Regions from separate parts of the Mus musculus genome. Here region 1 is linked to region 2. Evidence: chromatin contacts called from public capture Hi-C data. All regions are on one chromosome and are shown on one strand. The core of a region is the stretch at or near the end of the contact, and the rest is flanking DNA. Distances in the headings are between cores, read along the strand shown.

What was found. Capture Hi-C pulls out chosen DNA fragments and counts their contacts.
Region 1: a capture Hi-C map of embryonic stem cells shows a contact between it and region 2, with 3 times the contacts expected there. The contact joins two enhancer-like sites. A contact is called at or near these places in 4 of 484 Hi-C or Micro-C datasets (the N1E-115 cell line and embryonic stem cells), 4 of 115 datasets of contacts at active chromatin or transcription factors (all in embryonic stem cells) and 2 of 9 other capture datasets (adipose tissue and embryonic stem cells).

The regions. Positions count from the first base shown.
Region 1 is chr5:142,668,314-142,674,373 of GRCm38.p6, reverse strand. It overlaps Wipi2 (WD repeat domain, phosphoinositide interacting 2), which reads right to left. Exons shown (of 12, transcript NM_178398.4): 12 at 5,002-6,060. It overlaps Gm40352 (a long non-coding RNA gene), which reads left to right. Exons shown (of 3, transcript XR_868664.3): 2 at 1,519-1,644; 3 at 1,742-2,505. Among named protein-coding and RNA genes, the nearest start is that of Gm40352, 22 kb to the left of the region's middle. Within about 2 kb of position 4,478, at least 17 of the 459 cell types and tissues checked have an H3K27ac peak or open chromatin away from gene starts, as enhancers often do. A contact at or near this core is called in embryonic stem cells, where this site is marked.
Region 2 is chr5:142,475,125-142,480,700 of GRCm38.p6, reverse strand. Ap5z1 (adaptor-related protein complex 5, zeta 1 subunit) reads right to left here. Exons shown (of 17, transcript NM_172725.2): 14 at 4,901-4,998; 15 at 3,875-4,007; 16 at 3,590-3,804; 17 at 1,986-3,485. The coding sequence ends at 3,215. Among named protein-coding and RNA genes, the nearest start is that of Ap5z1, 14 kb to the right of the region's middle. Within about 2 kb of position 1,715, at least 51 of the 459 cell types and tissues checked have an H3K27ac peak or open chromatin away from gene starts, as enhancers often do. A contact at or near this core is called in embryonic stem cells, where this site is marked.

The DNA of each region.
Region 1 (6,060 bases), core at 3,229-5,728, 190 kb before region 2:
CCTATCTGTGGGAGTCCAAATCCCCAAAAGTTGAGCCCTGCCTTAGAGATGGAAGCAAGGGGCCAACCCCTTGAACTTGTCCAAGGCACAAGAAGAAAGCAAAATATAGCAGGAGCAGTCGTTCCCTGAAACTCAGCACAGGACTTGTTCAAATAGATCAGGTCTCATCCGTGGGGCCAGCATCCATTAAGGTCCCCCAGCCTTGCCTGCTGAGTCTGCTTGAAGCAAATGAATGACTTAGCTGGCCACAGATACCACATTTCATCTGCTGATGTAATTGAGGGCATAAATAATGCCTGCTGACAAGAAGCCACCTGAAGGAAGGAGGGATGAATACAGGGCCCAGCTGGGGCTGTCTTGTGATGGCCATTTGTCAGCCTGATCCTAGAGATGCTGCCGTGGCTTTGGGCCAGTGTGGGTAATGTCTACAGTAGTCCTCCTGCTGGATCCATTATGGTCCACATCCCAGGATGGCAGTCTTGGGACCAGACAGAGATCTCCTGACTGGAACTCTGGCTCTTTTTCAGTGTCCTCCATTTTCCTGGGCAATGGGTACTTAGACCTACTCTTGCCAGACACTATATCTGGGTTACCACAGAGTGACTGTCTTTGTCTCCTCATCTGGGATGGGCCCCAGGATTCTTTTACCTCTGTCTCCAGTTGGGGATCAAGTGCTGAGTCTGTGGGGGCTTCATACCACACAGAGCACTGGTATCTAGTTTCCCCCACCTCTCCCTGAGGACAAAGTACCCCAGAGACAAGCCTTTGATGAGCACATGAGCGAGTGCCGTACTAAAGACACATTCTCACTGTGTCAGAAGCAGAAATCGTGGTCTTTGAGGGCCGTGGTGCCCCCTGATATTTATACATCATATACATACCAAATAAATATTTTAAAAATGGATTGTGTATTTGTGTCATGTTTGCATTTGGGATTTTGAGACCAGTTCGCACTGAGGCTCCTGGAGTCTAACTGGTCAGCTTCAAGGACGCCCCACCCCACCCTGCTGGAGGACCCCTAATGAGCAATTCAGGTCCCACAGACACAGGCAGTCGTGAGACCTGTGCCATCTAGTGGCTGAGAGAAGAGCAAGGCCAATCCATTGTCCTCCAGAGGCCAGTCCTGACTCGGGGCCCTAGGGTTTACAGGCTGCCTCTTGCAGTGTCCCCAGTGACTACAGATGACCCCCTGGCTCCAGGAGTCAGCCACAATCAACAGGGAGGGCTGCCTTCGCAGAGCCCCAAGGCTGGGTTGTGATGAGCACATGTGCCCTGGCCTGGAGCATCTGTTTCCAGACGTTAGCATGTTTTAACTGATCAAAATGTTACACCCTTTGTGTGTGCATGCTGAAGTCATGCACACATTCTTCTCATGTGGCTCCTGGGGTTAAGTGCCTTGACCTACTGAGACATCTTACCTGTCTTAATGACTTTTGTTTTTAAACGTTTTATTAATTTATTTGTGTGTGTGTTTCACCTGTCTGTCTGTGCACTACTTGCATATGGTGTCCAAGGAAGCCAGAGGAGGGCATCTGGAACTGAACTTAGGCCGTTTTTGCCACCATGCAGGGTGCTGGGAGCATAACCCTGATCCTCTGCAGACCAACGGATGCTGTAACCCACCAAGCTGCCTCATCAGCTCCTGTAATTAGGTTTTTTTTTTTAAATTTATTATTTGTATTTTTGTCTATGGGGTATATTTACACACGATTAACAACCTGACTGTCACTTTTTCCTGTAGGGGAGGCCATGTGATGAAGATTGATGAGCTCTGGGACACAGGTGGACTGTAAGACCTTGCTGGAGCAGCTGGGAGGCCACACTCATGGGACATGGGCACTCTAGTGCAAGGGCAAGGTTGACTGGAGATTCTGCAGGTTCTTGGAGCTATTGCAGGCTCTTCCTGGATAGAGAAATCAGGGAGGCTTCTGGGGCCTTCTTTTGATGGTAGTAAGACTTGAACCCAGGGCCTCACACCTAGGCATGAGCTCTACCAGAGGTATGTCCCAGCCTTTCCATGTTTTCAACATTCCTTCAAAGTGTGTGCATGTGGGTTATATATGGTCTGTGTGGGTGAGTGCAGGTGGCTTTGGGGTTCAGAAGAGGACACTGGATCCTGGAGCTGGAGTTACAGGTGGTTGAGAACTACCTGACATGCTGGGAACCAAACTCTGGTCTCCTACAAGAGCAGCAACCATTCTTAAGCACGGAGCCAGCTCTGTAGCCTTGTCCGATCATTCTGTGAGACAGGTTCATTATGTTACTCTGGAAGGCTTTGAACTTCCGATGCTCCTGCCTCAGACTCCCAAGTACCTGGAATTACAGGTGTAGTGTGTGGACCATGGAACACCTGAGGACAACTTGCAGTAGTCACTTGTCCTTGCCTTGTAGGGATCAAATTCAAGTTGCCAGTCCTGCACATTAATGCATCTACTTGCTGAGCCATCCCAGTGACTTTTTTTTTTTCCAAGACAGGGTTTCTCTGTATAGCCCTGACTGTCCTGGAACTCATTTTGTAGACCAGGCTGGCCTCGGACTCAGAAATTTGACTGCCTCTGCCTCCCGAGTGCTGAGATTAAAGGCGTGTGCCACCATGCCCAGCTCATCCCAGTGACTCTTGAAGACAGGGCCGTGAGCACATGCCATAGCCCACGCTGGCCTTCAAGTGTACGGGTGTTGTTTTCCATCTATCTATGCCTGTGCACATGTGTGCTGCCTTCCATGGCCACAAGAGTGTTGGATTTCCAGGAACTGGAGTTGTGGGTGCAGTAAGTGCTCATGACTGCTGAGCCATCTCTCTAAACCGATTATTAGTTTTAACTGTGTGTGTGTGGCGGTGTGTGAGTTTGGGGGAGCCTCTGGGCCTGGAATTACATCACAGGTGGCTGCGAGCTGATGTGGGTTCTGGGGAAAACTCAGGTCGTCTGCGGGAGCAGCAAGCACTCTTAACCAGAGGCCATTTCTAAGTCATTTTAAAAAATAGGTGTTAATGCCTATATAAATGTATAGGAGCCAGGCGGTGGTGGCGCACACCTTTAATCGCAGCACTTGGGAGGCAGAGGCAGGTGGATTTCTGAGTTCGAGGCCAGCCTGGTCTACAGCGTGAGTTCCAGGACAGCCAGGGCTACACAGAGAAACCCTGTTTTGAAAAACTAGAAAAAAAAATTATAGGAACTACCTAAGTGGCTGGTACCAAAAAGAGGACTTCAGATCCCCTGAATTGTAGACAGTTTGTGTGCTACCATGTGGTGCTGGGAACTAAAACTGGGTCCTCTGGAAGGGCCAACAATGCTTTTAACCCCCACGCTCTCTTCAGCCCACTGAGATAGGGTCCCCTCCACCCCCTGCTCCCCACCCTGAGACAGTTTCTCTATGTAGCCCTGGCTATCCTAGAACTTTAGACCAGGCTGGGTCCATCTGCTTCTGTCACCCAAGTGCTGAGGTTAAAGGTGTGCACCTCGGCTGCCTGGTGACACAGGGTATTGATGCAGCTCAGATTCTGTGTAGCTGAGGATGTCCTTAAATTTCTGATCCTTCTGACTCCTCCCTAATATTGGGATAACAGGCATGTACCATATTACCCAGCTCTGATATGGAGACTTGTAATCACTGTGGCTTGGGGAGGGGTGGGGGGGAGACAGAGCCACAGACAGAAAACAGGCACTCACAAACACACGTACCTGAAATACCTTTACCTTAGAAGGAAAGGTAGAAATGAATGCTTTTCAGATGCATCCCAGTATAGAATTAGACAGGCGGAGGGGATCAGGACAGTCCCCTTGAATCAGCTTGAAAAAGGTTTAATTTTTCAAAATAAAATGCTATTCCTTGTCAGACGCCAAAGAAGAGTTGATCTTGCCTCCAAATCCAGAGTTGTTCCTTTTCTTTCCCTTGGGTTTCCCAAACCCCACAGAGTACAAATATAGTCTAAGACAGGTCAAAGATTACAGTAGGGCAAGAACTCAATCAATAAAGCCCTTGTGCTCAGCAGGCAGTTGTTAGTATGCATTTCCAACAGGCTTCATCCCCCGGGGAGACACTTCTCGCACAGTGTGAGGAGGGCACTTGGTCCAGCTCTCCTCACACCTGGGACACCAGATGTTCCGAACAAGTGATCTGGTCATTGCTAGCATGCAGAGGGCAGGAGCTACAACGACTGGGGGCACGGGGCCATTGGAGCATGCATCTTTATGATGTCTTGATAAAAGCTCGGATGTGCTGGCTTGGGCCTGTAGTTCCAGGACAAGGCAGGCAGAGGCACACCATCTTAAATCTGACTGCAGCCTGGGCTAAGTTGTAAGATCATTTCAAAAATAAAACAAAAAGAACCACGGAGAGTGGAGCTGAGCAAGGCACACAGTCCTCGTCATAGCTGAGCTGTGACCAAAATACTCTGGTCTTTTCCAAGTAACACACCTGCTGTCGAGCCTCGTCTCCAAGTCAAACTGTGAGAGCCAAGTTACCAAGCCGATTTGGCAGGAGCTGCAGCCTTGAAGCTCCCAGAATCCACAAGAGGGCAGGGTTGGGATGTTCCAGGTGGGCTAGGCAGGACATTGCTGAAACTTGTGGTCTCAACCCTGCAGTCACGGCCCAGGCGAGACAGGCTCCCTCCACACACCCTCCACTGCAAGACCATCTTCCACCTAGCTTTGTAGGCAGAGAGCAGAGCTGAACAAAAACCATGCACTTGACTCTGGGAGCTTTCAGTTTTAGTGTTTATTGGAGTCCACTGCTGGCCAGCCCCAGCACTGGGTACCCACAGGACATGCCCCCACACACCTCACAACAGCCCTGTGAGGTAGGGTTCTCGTACAGTCCAACCTCAGACCCCTGAGACCTGCCCCTAGCTCACACTTGTTGGTGTAGGCAGGACAAGGGACTCCAACTCTTGCTTTCATTGTCTGAGAAAATACAAAAGCTTTGGTCCCAATCCATACTAATCTTAAAATTTTGGGGGGTTTTACAACTCCCATTCCCCGTTGTTTTTGTTTTGTTTCTTTCTTTTCTTAAAGTCATCATCCTTTGGTTTTTTGAGACAGGGTCTCACTCTGTAGGCCAGGTTTGCCCAGGAGTATATAGTCTAGACTGGCCTCAAATTTACAGCCATGCTCCTGCCTCACTCTCTTGACTGCTGGGATTACAGGTGTGTGCCACACCGGATTCCAAAATGTTCTTACCTTTGAACCTGAGCCCTGCTGAGGCTTGGCTCTACCGTGTGCATCCCAACAGTGAGTGCTGACCTCAGCCAGCCACTCTCTCCTCCCTCACCTGAGGCCTGCGAGTGCTGTACAGATTGCCTGAGGTCACAGCCTAATCCTTTGCTTTTCTGACCTCTGTGGGATGCACGGGCACATCTGTCCCAAGAGAGGAAGGCTCACCAAATTTGCACAGCCTGGCAAGACCACTGATGGAAGGCACAGCCCCAGACCCCAGGAGCGGCCTTTTTCTAACCAAGTTTCCAAGTGAGGAAACCTATGCTTTAGGGAGACGTGAACTCCACTGTCTGTGAGACCCCAGCTCCCTAGAGAGGCCTCAGCAGAGGGAGCTGAGCTCCAAACCCAGAGCACAAAGCCAAGGTCACCAGCACAACAGCCACACTCTTTGGTTCCAGGAAACCCCGGCTCCCAATCAGCCCCGTGTGCTTCCCACAGTCGGTTCCTGTGAAGGCCAGTTTTAGTCTCCCAGTGAAGCAGTCACTGAACTAGGCCACAGGCTGGGGTCCCATGTTATTAGGGTCCAGAAAATTCATAGTTTAAAGTCCAGCACACGCAGCCTAACCCTGCCTCATACTGTTTGGCTCCTCGGATGCTCCAGGGCACAGGTGCCAACAGCAGCCAGAGCTAACAGTGGGCGCCCCTCAAACCCCAATTATGTGATTAGCTATCCTTGAACAGCAGAAACAGGGAACCTCAGCAGATTTAGCTACAGGCACCCTGCAGATATACTCTACCAGACATAACCACACAGGCCTGAAGGCAGCTACCTGTAGTCCCTCTTATCCGGCTGGATTAACCTGGTACCCCAACATTATCCAGATTTCCTACTCCAAAACCCCTGCAC
Region 2 (5,576 bases), core at 466-2,965:
CACCTAAGACTGTCCTCCAGACACAACAGGACTGACACACACATTTGCTCACAGGCCGTGGCAGCTTTCGTGGGCTTTGCACAGATCCAAGCCCACAGGTCCCAGTGCCGAGATGAGGAAGTAGATTCCAGCTCCTATCCCCAACCAAAGAAAAAAATCTGTTTCTCCAAGGGAGCCTCATTGGGTAAACAAACCCCACTTACAGGTAGGCCCCACACTCAGCAGCAGATGGCTAACAGACATCTCAAAACAGGGATGTTTTGAGATCTCATACTGCTTTGTTTGGGTCCCCTGCCCCCTTACTAGTCTTGTGTGTGTGTGTGTTTCTCATTTGTATGTTTCTCCTACTTTCTGAAAAGTATCCCCCCCCCATTTTATTCATTTTTTTAAATCCTTGTTCGTCTTTTCTATTTGCTTGCTTGTTTTCTTAAGAAAGATATGAAATTGGAAGGGCAGGGGGATGGGAGGATCTGGGAGGAGATGAGGGAGGGGAAACTCATCAGAATAAACTGTATGAAAGTAACTATTTTCATTCAAAACTAAAATTATTTTAAAAATATAAGATTGATGGGATGGATCACTGGGTAAGAGGACTTGCTGCAGAGCCCGACAACGTGAGAGCAACCCCTAGGGCAGAACAGACTCGAAATCTGTCCTTAGCTCCACGCATGCTCTGCCTTCCCAAGGAGAACATAAGGAAAAAAATCCAATTAGGTGGAGAGCAACTGAGGAAACCAACCACTCCGCACCAACCCCCAGCCTCTCCATTGCAGGCACACACACACACACACACACACACACATTCATACCACATATTAAAACCTTGGCATGTGTGCAAACGGGTTGTCAAGCATTCATATGAAAGGTGATTATAACAGCCGAGGAGGTGTAAAAGCTTCACCAACGTCACGGGGGCCTAGGAGCCTGGAGCCCAAGCCTCTAGCCAGACGAAGGTAGGAAGAGTGGCTGAATACCGTATGTGACCCTCTGAGGGGCCAGGGCAGCCCCTGCCATCTGAGTGGGCACTTGGCTTTGTCTGGTGCTCAACAAGAAGAGGGCAGTGTGTCTTCAAACACCTCTGCCCTTGTTCAAGCTGGCATGGCTTCATCAACTTTCTGTGCAGTGCTGGTGGAGCCATGTACCCTGTGACTGAAGGATGCCAAGGTTCTGGGCTGCAGAGATGGCTCAGTGGTTAGGATCACTAGGAGTTCTTCCTGAGGACCTGGGTTCAATTCCCAGCACATGGGGGCTCACAAGCTTGCGACTCCAGTTCCAGTGGGTCTGAGGCTCTCTGACCTCTGCATGCAAAACATGCGCATGGCGCGCTGACATGCATGCAGGCAAAAACACTCACTGAATAAAGCAAAAGGCTAATTTTTTTTTTAAGTCACTAATGACACTGTCCTTCCTGCCCTCACAGGAACAGATAGCACTCCCTGAACACATCTGTCCAGGCCCAGCTCGGGGAGGGAGTTTGGCCCGGGCCCAACAGGCCTAGTGGTAACAAGTAAAGCTCTCCCTGAACGTGAATCCGGACACGAGGCCCACGTGGGCTTTAGTAACCCCGTGGCCTCGATAGGTGCACCCCACTTAGCCGCACACCTCAGCCGGAGCCTAAATTCAACTTTTCCTGAGGGAACTCCAGCCCCAATACAGAGCCCAGAAACAAAGTGAAGGATGGAGTTGTGGGTGGGGCCAAAGGCGTGCGCATCAATAAACTGGTGCGGTGGCGCCATCTGGTGGCCATGTGCTGTCAGTGCCTGAGTAGTTCTGAAGAACTATCTGTCCAGGGCTCAGGAAAATTGCAAAAATTCTCAGCAGGCAGGAGCCTGCACCCTTGAGCACCATGAAACCTGGAAGCCTCTGTGCAGAACCACTGGAGCACATAAAAGTCCTCCAAGTCTAGCCTTCCATATCCTTAAGTTAGGAAGCAGCATAATTAGGCAAACACCACCTGCATGTGGACCCAGAAGACACCGCGCCCTCATGAATACACCTTGAGTTTTATTTAGCTTTTAAAATGTCTTATGTGACCAAGGCATGGCGTGCGTTCTGAGAGTTGGTTCTTGCTTTCCAGCTCGTTCTTCCACTGCTGTAGCAAGCCTTTGAGCTTTGAACTGCTGTCTTCACAGCTACATACACACCATGGTACGCAGCCTTACACATGAGATCCAGGGGTCAACCCTGGGTCATCAGGGGCATCTAGCAAGGCCTTTTATGTGCTGAGTCATCTTCTAGGCCCAATTTCTTTTGTAGCCCAGGCTGCATTTCAAGTTGTTACCTAGCCAAGGCTGACCTTGAACTTCTGACCTTTCTCGAACTTCACTCCACCTGCTGAGTGCTGGGATTGCAGTGTGCACCCCATGCCTGGGGTTACACTCAGGATTAAACTCAGGGCTTTGTGAGTTTCAGCTCCAGAGCATGTCATTTCTGTCACATCAAGGACACAGGAGCCAATCAGGGGACCCAGGTATTTCCCTCAACAGAGGGCAGGGTGGGAAGGCAGCAGCCCAGGCTCCCTGGCTCTCCAAGTCCAAGGAAGGCAGAGAGAGGGGCCTGGGCTGTACACAGCACTGGAAGATTTACTTGGTGGCAGGCACAATGGCTCAGTAGGTAAAGGCGCTTGTCACTGAGCCAGGCAACCAGCCAAGACCCACATGGCTGAGGAGAGAACCGAGTAGCAAAAGCTGTCTCCTGATCTCGTGTGCACTGTGGTGTGTGCAAGCACATACATGTAATATTAAAGAATTCTCTTTTGGTTTTTTGAGACAGGGTTTCTCTGTGTAGTCCTGGCTGTCCTGGAACTCACTCTGTAGACCAGGCTGGCCTTGAACTCAGAAATCCACCTGCCTCTACCTCCTGAGTGCTGAGATGAAAGGCATGTGCCACCACTGCTCAGCATAAATAATTCTTTAGTTTATTTTTCCTGCACTGCTCCCTGCCCCCAAATCCAGAAATGAGTAACAGCAGCAAGCAGACCAGGCCATTTCTGCTCGGCCTAGGAAGTAACACTCAGTCACCTACCGGCTGCTCAAGGCTGACTGGCCAGCCACAGAGACAAGGTGAGATGACTCATCCCCAGGGGCTGGTGATCCCATCCTGACAGTCATGTCCACCATGCCTCACGAGTCACCCACGCCTGCAGCTCAGCTCCAATACTGCTGACTGCCCAGGCTCTCACGCTGTAGCTACTGTTCAGGTGGTGACTGTCCCTTCAACCTGGCAGGAGGCCAGCCTCCTTCTCCACCAGCCGGCTGACCGTGCGCAGAGCCAGAGGCAGGGCCACGTTGGTGTCCCGGTGGTAGCGGGGCTGGCACACGCCTGCAGGAGGTGTGAACACAAACTGGGCCACACTGGGCATCTTTAGTAAGGTTAGCAGCTCTGAGGCCCGGGTCCGGATGGATTCCGCACCCTCTTCACTGTGCACAGAGCTGGTGGCTGGGTTCTGGGCCAGGGTTCGCATTTTTGACAGGAACAGTGACACCCTGGGAAAGAGAGGGTCTCAGGTCCTTAGCTGCCAAGAATCAATTCCCCAAGGCACCTAAATGGTTGCCCTCTATGGGTTTCTCTGTGCTTCCTAGCTGGGTACCTTGGGATCAGGTCTTGGCTCCGGGAGGCTAGTTTGGTCAGTGTGGTCATGAGTGCAGTGACCACCTCTGGAGGACAGCAGGGCAAGTCGGCTAAGGGGCGGGACTGGGTGACTTCAAACAGCAGGGCTTCCAGGGCTTCAAAGAACTTGTTGATCTGTTCCGCTGTGCACCTCTTGTCCCAAGTCACCGACAGGTACTCACCAATGGCCCACACCTAGGCCCAGAGCAGGGGTCAGCACGCATGGGGCTTGCTATTTGACGGGGGAAGGTGGCTGTGCACTTACCACACAAGTGAACACGCTGGCTCGGCTGTGGATGCTGCTCACGCTCCCCACGAACTCCAGGAGCTCTCGTGAAAGCTCCACCACCAGCGATGGCTTCAGCTTACACAGCACCAGGAGCTGGGAGCTCAGCACCCTGTGAGGAGAGCGGGAACGCTGGGCTGTGTACTCAGGGCAGGCCCAACCCCAGTCCACCCAATGGGAGCAGGGGAGCCAGAGCAGATGGCTGAGGTCAGAAAGGGAAAACTTGCCACCCATTAAGGAGCCTTTGACTCCAATGGGGACATGAATGCCTGAAATCCAGGCTAGTTGAGAGAATGAGGTAGGAGGAAGGCTGTGAGTTCTAGGATAGCCTGGGGTGGAGTGAGACCTACCACAAAACTGAGGAGTAGATGGCCTGCCAGGAAGGGGCTGGGGTGTGGCTCAGTGGTAGAGCCCCTGCCTAACATCCAGGTGGCCCTAGGTTTAATCCCCAGGATGGGTGTGTTTGTGTGTGAATAAACCCTCTAAAGCAGTGGCTCTCAACCTGTGGGTCACATATAAGATACCCTGCATATCAGATATTTATGCTATGATTCATAACAGCAGCAACATACAGCCATGAAGTAGCGGTGAAACAATGTTATGTATTACAGGGTCATAGCATTGGGAAGGCTGAGAACCACCTCAGTGGACAGGACCACGTGCAAGAGAGACATGAGCCAGCCCGAGAGGACACAAAGTATCGAGGAGGAGGAGGAAGAGGAGGCCACTAGGATGTGCTGATGGGAGGAGGAAGTGCAGGCTGCAGGGGAAGTGCAGGATGGAGGAGGAAATGCAGGCTGAAGAGGAACTGGCAGGATGGAGGAGGAGATGCAGGCTGCAGGGAGAACTGGCAGGATGGAGGAGGAGAGATGCAGGCTGCAGGCGGAACTGGCAGGATGGAGGGCCAGTGCTCAGGCCCCTAGCATGTGGGCAGGACAGGGGAGGCACAGGAAGTGGTCTGTGTGTGTCATGGGCACTGCGACCTTGCCAGGGCCGGGAGCCTACCCGTGCACACGGGCCTCATACTGAGGGACCGGGTAGAGGGAGTCACTTCTCTCCAGGAGCAGCAGTGCCAGCTGGTTGATTAGGGCCCCATCGGCAGTCTGGGATCAAGAACAGAAACAGGCTGTCTTGAGCAGTGGGCGCCTTTGCCTTCCGCCCTCTGGGAGGAGCGAAGCCTTGGGGGTGAAGCTCCCCATCCCTGGCCTGCCTCCCCCAGCACCCTGGGCTGGGAGGACTCAGAGGCCCCAGCCTCCCTGGCCCATGCAGCTGCCCGTGAGAAGCCCCACTGTTGCAGGCTGTCGGGGCGCATACCCCAGCACTGCGAGCCAGAGAGAGGCGGACAGGTCTGAGAGTTGAGGCCAGTCTGGTCCACGTGGTAAGCTTCAGACTAGCAGGGTTATACAGAGAGGTGGTGTCTCAAAACCAACCAAACATAAATAAATAAATAAATAAGCAAGCCAGCCAGCCTGTTCCCTGAGGCCAAGGCTCCGTCTTGTCTGGGCGAGTGACCCCAAACTGCCCATTCTGTTGCTAGACGACCTCGAGGGGTTCTGTGGATTCTAGTCATCTGACCTGTGGACACGCAGCCAGGAGGGAACCATTGGGCTATGGTGGGGTACTGGGACACACTCTGTGCTGCCAGCCTCAAGTGTCATGTGCCCACCCTGTCCCGAGGCTC